Linked DNA regions of Sus scrofa: region 1 is linked to region 2. Evidence: chromatin contacts called from public HiChIP or PLAC-seq data. All regions are on one chromosome and are shown on one strand. The core of a region is the stretch at or near the end of the contact, and the rest is flanking DNA. Distances in the headings are between cores, read along the strand shown.

The links. HiChIP or PLAC-seq counts read pairs in DNA pulled down with a chosen protein or histone mark.
Region 1: a contact with region 2 is called in an H3K27ac HiChIP or PLAC-seq map of alveolar macrophages. The contact joins two enhancer-like sites. A contact is called at or near these places in 2 of 47 Hi-C or Micro-C datasets (embryonic fibroblasts and skeletal muscle) and 2 of 2 datasets of contacts at active chromatin or transcription factors (alveolar macrophages and skeletal muscle).

The regions. Positions count from the first base shown.
Region 1 is chr2:91,425,609-91,428,904 of Sscrofa11.1, forward strand. The region is part of intron 3 of XRCC4 (DNA repair protein XRCC4); the gene reads left to right. Among named protein-coding and RNA genes, the nearest start is that of XRCC4, 69 kb to the left of the region's middle. Within about 2 kb of position 1,408, at least 2 of the 83 cell types and tissues checked have an H3K27ac peak or open chromatin away from gene starts, as enhancers often do. A contact at or near this core is called in alveolar macrophages, where this site is marked.
Region 2 is chr2:91,184,776-91,187,984 of Sscrofa11.1, forward strand. No RefSeq gene overlaps it. Among named protein-coding and RNA genes, the nearest start is that of TMEM167A, 170 kb to the right of the region's middle. Within about 2 kb of position 1,581, at least 13 of the 83 cell types and tissues checked have an H3K27ac peak or open chromatin away from gene starts, as enhancers often do. A contact at or near this core is called in alveolar macrophages, where this site is marked.

The sequences.
Region 1 (3,296 bases), core at 158-2,657, 240 kb after region 2:
ATCCACTCCAAATTCAGTAGTTTGCATCTATTAACCCCAGATTCCCAGTCCATCCCACTCCCTCCCCTCCCTCTTGGCAATCACAAGTCTGTTCTCCAAATCCATGAGTTTCTTTTCTGTAAAAAGTTCATTTGTGCCGTATATTAGATTCCAGATACAACTGATATCAAATGGAATTTGTCTTTTTCTTTCTGACTTACTTCACTTAGTATGAGAGTCTCTAGTTCCATCCATGGTTGCTGCAAATGGCATTATTTTGTCCTTTTTTACGGCTGAGTAGTATACCATTGTGTATATGTACCACATCTTCTTAATCCATTCATCTGTCGATAGACATTTAGGTTGTTTCCATGTCTTGGCTATTGTGAATAGTGCTGCAGTGAACAAAATGCTGCAGAGAGGTCAGATTGGGTCCATCAACTGTGGGACCTGGGGCCTTGGACAAGCTACTTACCTCTATATGCCTTAGCATCTTATAAAATGAGGATTATAGGAGCATATATTTTATAGAGTAATAGTGAGAATTAAATGAGTTAACTCACAAGAGCTCTTATTATTATTATGATCTGAAATGTCCACAAATTTTAGAGCTCTGTCTTTCCAACTGGAACGTAAATTCCATGAGGACAGAAGGTTTGTCCTGTTGGTTGCTGTGACTCTGGAAACTAGAACAAAACCTGATATATAATAAACACTAAATAAGCAGATCTTGTTATGTTGTCCTTTAAACAGATGACCTTTTCCATTAAAATCAACATTATTGATATATTTTTTTTTTCTTTTGTCTTGTTGTTGTTGTTGTTGCTATTTCTTGGGCCGCTCCCGCGGCATATGGAGGTTCCCAGGCTAGGGGCTGAATCAGAGCTGTAGCCACTGGCCTACGCCAGAGCCACAGCAACGCGGGATCCGAGCCGCGTCTGAGACCTACACCACAGCTCACAGCAACGCCGGATCGTTAACCCACTGAGCAAGGGCAGGGACCGAACCCGCAACCTCATGGTTCCTAGTCGGATTCGTTAACCACTGAGCCACAACGGGAACTCCATTATTGATATTTTTGAGATTTGACTTTTATATATTTGCATATGAACATCTAAATGCATTTATTACCTCCTGTCCATGTCAACACTGTTGACATTTTGGGCTAGACAATTCTTTGCTGTGGGAGGAGGGGCGCTCTTATAGAATATTTAGCTGTATCTTTGACCTCTACTCAACTAGATGCCAGTAGGAACTCCCTAGTTGTGAAACCGAAAATGTCTCTGGACATTGCCAAATGTCCCCTGGGAGTCATAATTACTGCATTTGAGAACAACTGACTTTAATTCCAACGTCTCTCTATAGCCAGCATTTTCCCTCTCAAGTGTCCTGCCTGACCACAGGAAGTCTTAGTCCTACTAGCTTCCCATCCTGTGGCTTCCAGAGAAAGTTTCTCAACATGGGCATGACCCCCTGCTTTAGTTCCCTATATGTGTTCAAATAGCCTTTACGAAGAATTACGCAGAGAAAAACCACTTGGTGCTGATTATTGCTCTTCTGAATTATCATATTACAAGAGTTAACAAAAACCGAGAAAGTTGTGAAATACATGTAACATAAAATTTACCATTTTAGCAGTCTTTAAGTGTGTGGTTCAGTGACCGCCACGTCTTTACATCACTTTCTTTGTGTGTATGTGTAAACTCCCTCTGACTCTTTATTATAAGGGGGATAAGCTCTGTCAAGACCTTTAACTTAATCACATCTGTTGCCACATAAATTAATATTTACAGGTTCCAGGGACTAGGAAGTCATTGTACTTTGGGGAGCCCATTTTTTTGAGCCTGTTATGTAGGCATTTATTAAATATTTAATTATAGGCAATCTATGAGTTATTTTTAGGATTATTTTATGTAAGTGATTTCTTATCAACTTTACAAATTGTTAAGTCAAGAGGTAACTATGAAGTGCGTCTTGGTCCTCTACAGATAATGACTCAAGCTTCTTCACACAGCCTTTTTTCTTTTTTTTTTTTTTTTAAATTTTTAAAATATTTTTGTCTTTTTAGGGCCGCACCCACGGTATATGGAGGTTCCCAGGCTAGGGGTCTAATTGGAGCTATAGCTGCTGGCCTACACCAGAGCCACAGCAATGCCAGATCCTTAACCCACTGAGCGAGGCCAGGGATGAAACCCGCAACCTCATGGTTCGTAGTTGGATTTGTTTCCGCTGATCCACGACGGGAACTCCCACATAACCTTTAAGGTACCATTATCTGGCCTGTGTATTTATCCCCTTTCATCTCTTATCATTCCCAGTCTTATAGATTTTTATATATCCAGATTACATGCATGCGGTCTATCCAGAAATCACACTATTTAAAAAATTTTTTTTTTCCTGTACTCAGGCTGATGTTCTCAAGTTGTCCAAAATTCTCTTTTTCACCCCTTCACTCATTCTTTAAAACAAATAATTCTCAGCTTCAGGGCTGAGAAACGAGGAAGAAAATGGATATAGTTTAAACAAGCATATTCAGTATTATAATAATCACACATTTGTAAAAGTAACAGTTTGTTTCTTTGTTTGAAATTTACATTACCACAGTTTATTTATCCAGTCACCTACTGAAGGACATCTTGGTTGCTTCCAAGTTTTGGCAATTATAAATAAAGCTGCTATAAACTTACGTTCACACAAAGACATACACAAGGCTCTTTATAGCAGCTTTATCCATAATTGCCAAAAGTCAGAAGCAACCAAGATGTTTCTCAGCAGGTGAATGGATAAATAAGCTGTGGTGCATCAGACGGTGGAGTATGTTGATAATGGGGGAGGCTATGCATGTGTGGGGGCTGTGCATTTCTGTACCTTCCTTGCGGTTTTGCTATGAACCTAAAACTATTCTAAAAAAGAAAGTCTTAAAAAATTAAATTACTGAAAACAAAGCTGTCAGATATTACTTGCTAGAAGTTCACTAGAGTCAATTTTCAATTAGACCTCCTTGGGGGAGTCCTCATTAAACTCTGACGAGAATACTTTAACGTATTTCTAAAAATGAAAGGACTAAAATACTATAGCAAAATATTACTTTTGTCACATATAGAAAGCTTTCCCTCAGTCCCTGTAGTCAAGCAAGTGGTATACGAAACTTATAATTGCTCCATACATACCGGTCACTGGCCTCTCCTGTATTCACTAACAAAGGGGTTTCCAAGCATTAATTTTATATGATCTTATGTGATGTGAAATTGGAAACTAATTTTTTTATACATAAAGTACAAAGTAAATGTATATTAATTAAGTCTCTAACTCTATCC
Region 2 (3,209 bases), core at 331-2,830:
AGCTTCTTCCAAGTCACACCTGGAGCCAGACATACCCATGCAAAGCTCTGTACATCCCAGACAGACATGCTGCTTACATGGTTTTGCCCCCTGGGGAGCCAGAAACATTTAACATAACATGAAAGAATGTTGTCCCTGCAGAGCCACAGTCTGTGTGATGCAGCATGTTCAGCAGGGCAAGCTGCTGGGACGGAACCCCAGGCAAAAACTCACGAGTTCACATGACCCTGGGCAGGTTAGCTCCTGCCTCTAAATTTAGGGAAATGTGTAAATTTAGGAAAATAATATGTAGTAGCCTGTTGAGCCATGTTGGGGCCTGAAACAAAGGAAGAATATACCTTCTTCTCTATATGTATCAAAATACTGTCTCCTATTTTGAATCAAGTAGAAAAACTCCAGTGAAAAACCGTGCCTTTATATAAAGCTCTGCGTTGCCCAATCTGCGCTTACACCATTACCAACCCTAATCAACTGCTAGTGGGAGACGTGCTGTTGGGTAATAGTACAGGGTTGTAAAACACACAGCTCATTTTTATTTCAAATTATGTTTTATTCTTCATGGAGTTTGGGTAATCATTTCATATATATATATATATATATATATATATATTTTTTTTTTTTTTTTTGGCCATACCCTCAGCATGCAGAAGTTCCCAGGCCTGGGACCAAACCCACACCACAGCAGTGACTCTAGCCTCTGCAATGAAAATACTGGATCCTTAACCCATTGAGCCACAAGGGAACACCTCATTTTCATTTTTTTAAAAAATTACATTAAAATACTGTTTTTGGGGGGGTACTTAGATTTTGATGAACCCCTTAAATTTCGCTCCTGTAGTAAATTCATCATCTGCCTCACCATGCTAATCCTGGTCCTAAAAAAAATAGGGACTTTGAAGGACTATTATCTTAGGAGAAAAGATTGTAAAATACCTTCACAAAGTCAGTACTTCAGAAGAGGAGCCCTTGCTATCTTATTTTTACAAGACCTGCAGAAACTTTACAGCCATTGCAGGACATGTTGGCTGGAAATCCTTAAAGCAGCAGTGTGAGAACATGCAGCTTAGTAAACAGGCTTCAAAAGATGGGCAGTGAGTTCTGAGATGAGCCCCCAGATCCTGCTCCTCAAGGAAATGTTGATTCTTAGCCAGAATGTGCATGGGAAGGGGACTGGCCCAGCTGGGATGTCTTCTAAATTCTGGGGAATCCCGTGTGGATCCCAAGCTACATGTCCGCCTTTCACTTTACACCCTAATGATTATAGTCAGGGAGCTCTTAGGCTTTGTCTGCACTAAAAATGGTCTTAAATACTGAGTTGGATCCATAGACTTCTATAAAAAGCTCTACTTATCTCCTTCATGTTCAACAGAATCTTGACAGCCTGCTTGACTGTGCTGGAGGCTTTCTTTCTCTCCAGCTAGGGAGCTCTTCTCTCTGACCCAATGTGGAATCTCAGTGGACAGACCCAGGGATTTTTCAATTCCCCTTTGGCAGGAAGAACAATTTCCCGCTACTGCCCCAAAGCCCAGAGACTCTTTCCCCAGAGCCAGGGCTGCAACTTGCCAGCTCTCCTGTTGAACCACCTGACCTGCAATAGTGTGAAGCTGCAGAAAAGAAACTGATGTGAAACATCACTTCCCTCTGCTCTGAGAATATATTTGGGGGAGAATTTGATGGTGAAAGCACCAATGTGCAGTTAAATTCCACAAACACTGAAAAATTAGAAAGTTGACTGCCTCTAACGACTTCCATTTTTTCTGTAACTTGGTGTCTAGGAGAACAACTGCAGGATAATTTTGCAATATGTGCTTTCCAGTTTAAAAAGGGAAATAAATAGATGACTTGGCTTTTCATTCCCTCCCTGAGTAGTTTGCAGAGAAGAGGGGGAAAAAAAAAACAAAAAAAAAAACAGGCAATTCAAAATTGAAAAAATTTTAGTCATCAAAAGAGAAAGTGCTTACCAAAGAATGGCCTTGACAGAAAGTAATATCTAGACACAACACAGGGCTTCTCACTTCTGATGCATTTGGAGCCTAAATAGTAAAATAGGCTCATTCCCATTTCACCTTGTTTCCACAGAGATCAGGCTGACAAACAGCCTGTCACCAACAGTGATAGCCCTTTGTCTGCCCTGGATGCTGAGGGCTCTGTGAGCAAGAATGAGCAAATGGGAGACAAATGTTAGCTGCTGATTTCATTCTCACTCAGAACCATCTCTCTCACTTCTGAGTCACTAAGGAGCTCTGAGATTTGCCTCAATCTGACTCACTTTACACTCTGGCTTTTCTTTTGTCTACTTTTCCCTCTTGGTGTGCCGTAAAAATAAAATGCACTACGAGCTGTTGCTGTGTTCCTCATTAGCTTGTTTAGATTTTAATTCAAGTTCCTTTTATTTTTTTCTCTTAAACAAAGGCAGTATCTGTACTATCAACTGTGTCAACAATATGGAAAGACAGAAAGCCAAAAGTGGAAAAATATTGCTGATAATCTCATCATCAGAGAATCTCCATAAGGAGTTCCCATTGTGGCTCAAACCCCCCGACTGGTATCTGTGAGGACGTGGTTTCCATCCCTGGCCTTGTTTAGTGTGTTAAGGACCCAGCCTTGCCGTGAGCTGTGTTGCAGGTAGCTGACGAGATTCGAGACTCGGATCCTGAGTTGCTGTGGCTGTGGTGTAGGACAGCAGCTGTGGCTCTGATTCGACCCTAAGCCTGGGAACCTCCATATGCCAAGGGGGTGACCCTAAAAAGACAAAAAAAAAAAAAACAAAAAACACCACAAGTAACATATTGATGAAACTTCTTCCAGATTTTTCCCTATCTCCCCCTCCTTATTTATTTATTCGCTTTCCATTTTCTTCTCCTGATTAGATTACACAGAAAATTCCCAAATATTTGTTGGTGTTTTGTAGACTCAGCTACTCTGTTTTGTTTTTTTTTTGTTTGTTTTTTTGTTTTTCCATTTTGACTCTGAGAGGTCTATTGAGATGTGCTATGGGAAGGAGGGTGTGGAGTGGACAGGAAGTGGATCCATCTGCTGTAGAGCTGGAGGTTCTGGGTCTCCCAGTCCTCCTTTTACTAGACTGGTTTTTATTTTTTCCCAGATATTTGGGCTAATGTGTAAGATTTTATTAGAATAAAGAATTATGGAGTTCCCGTCATGGCTCAGTGGTTAATGAACCCAACTAGCATCCATGAGGACACAGGTTC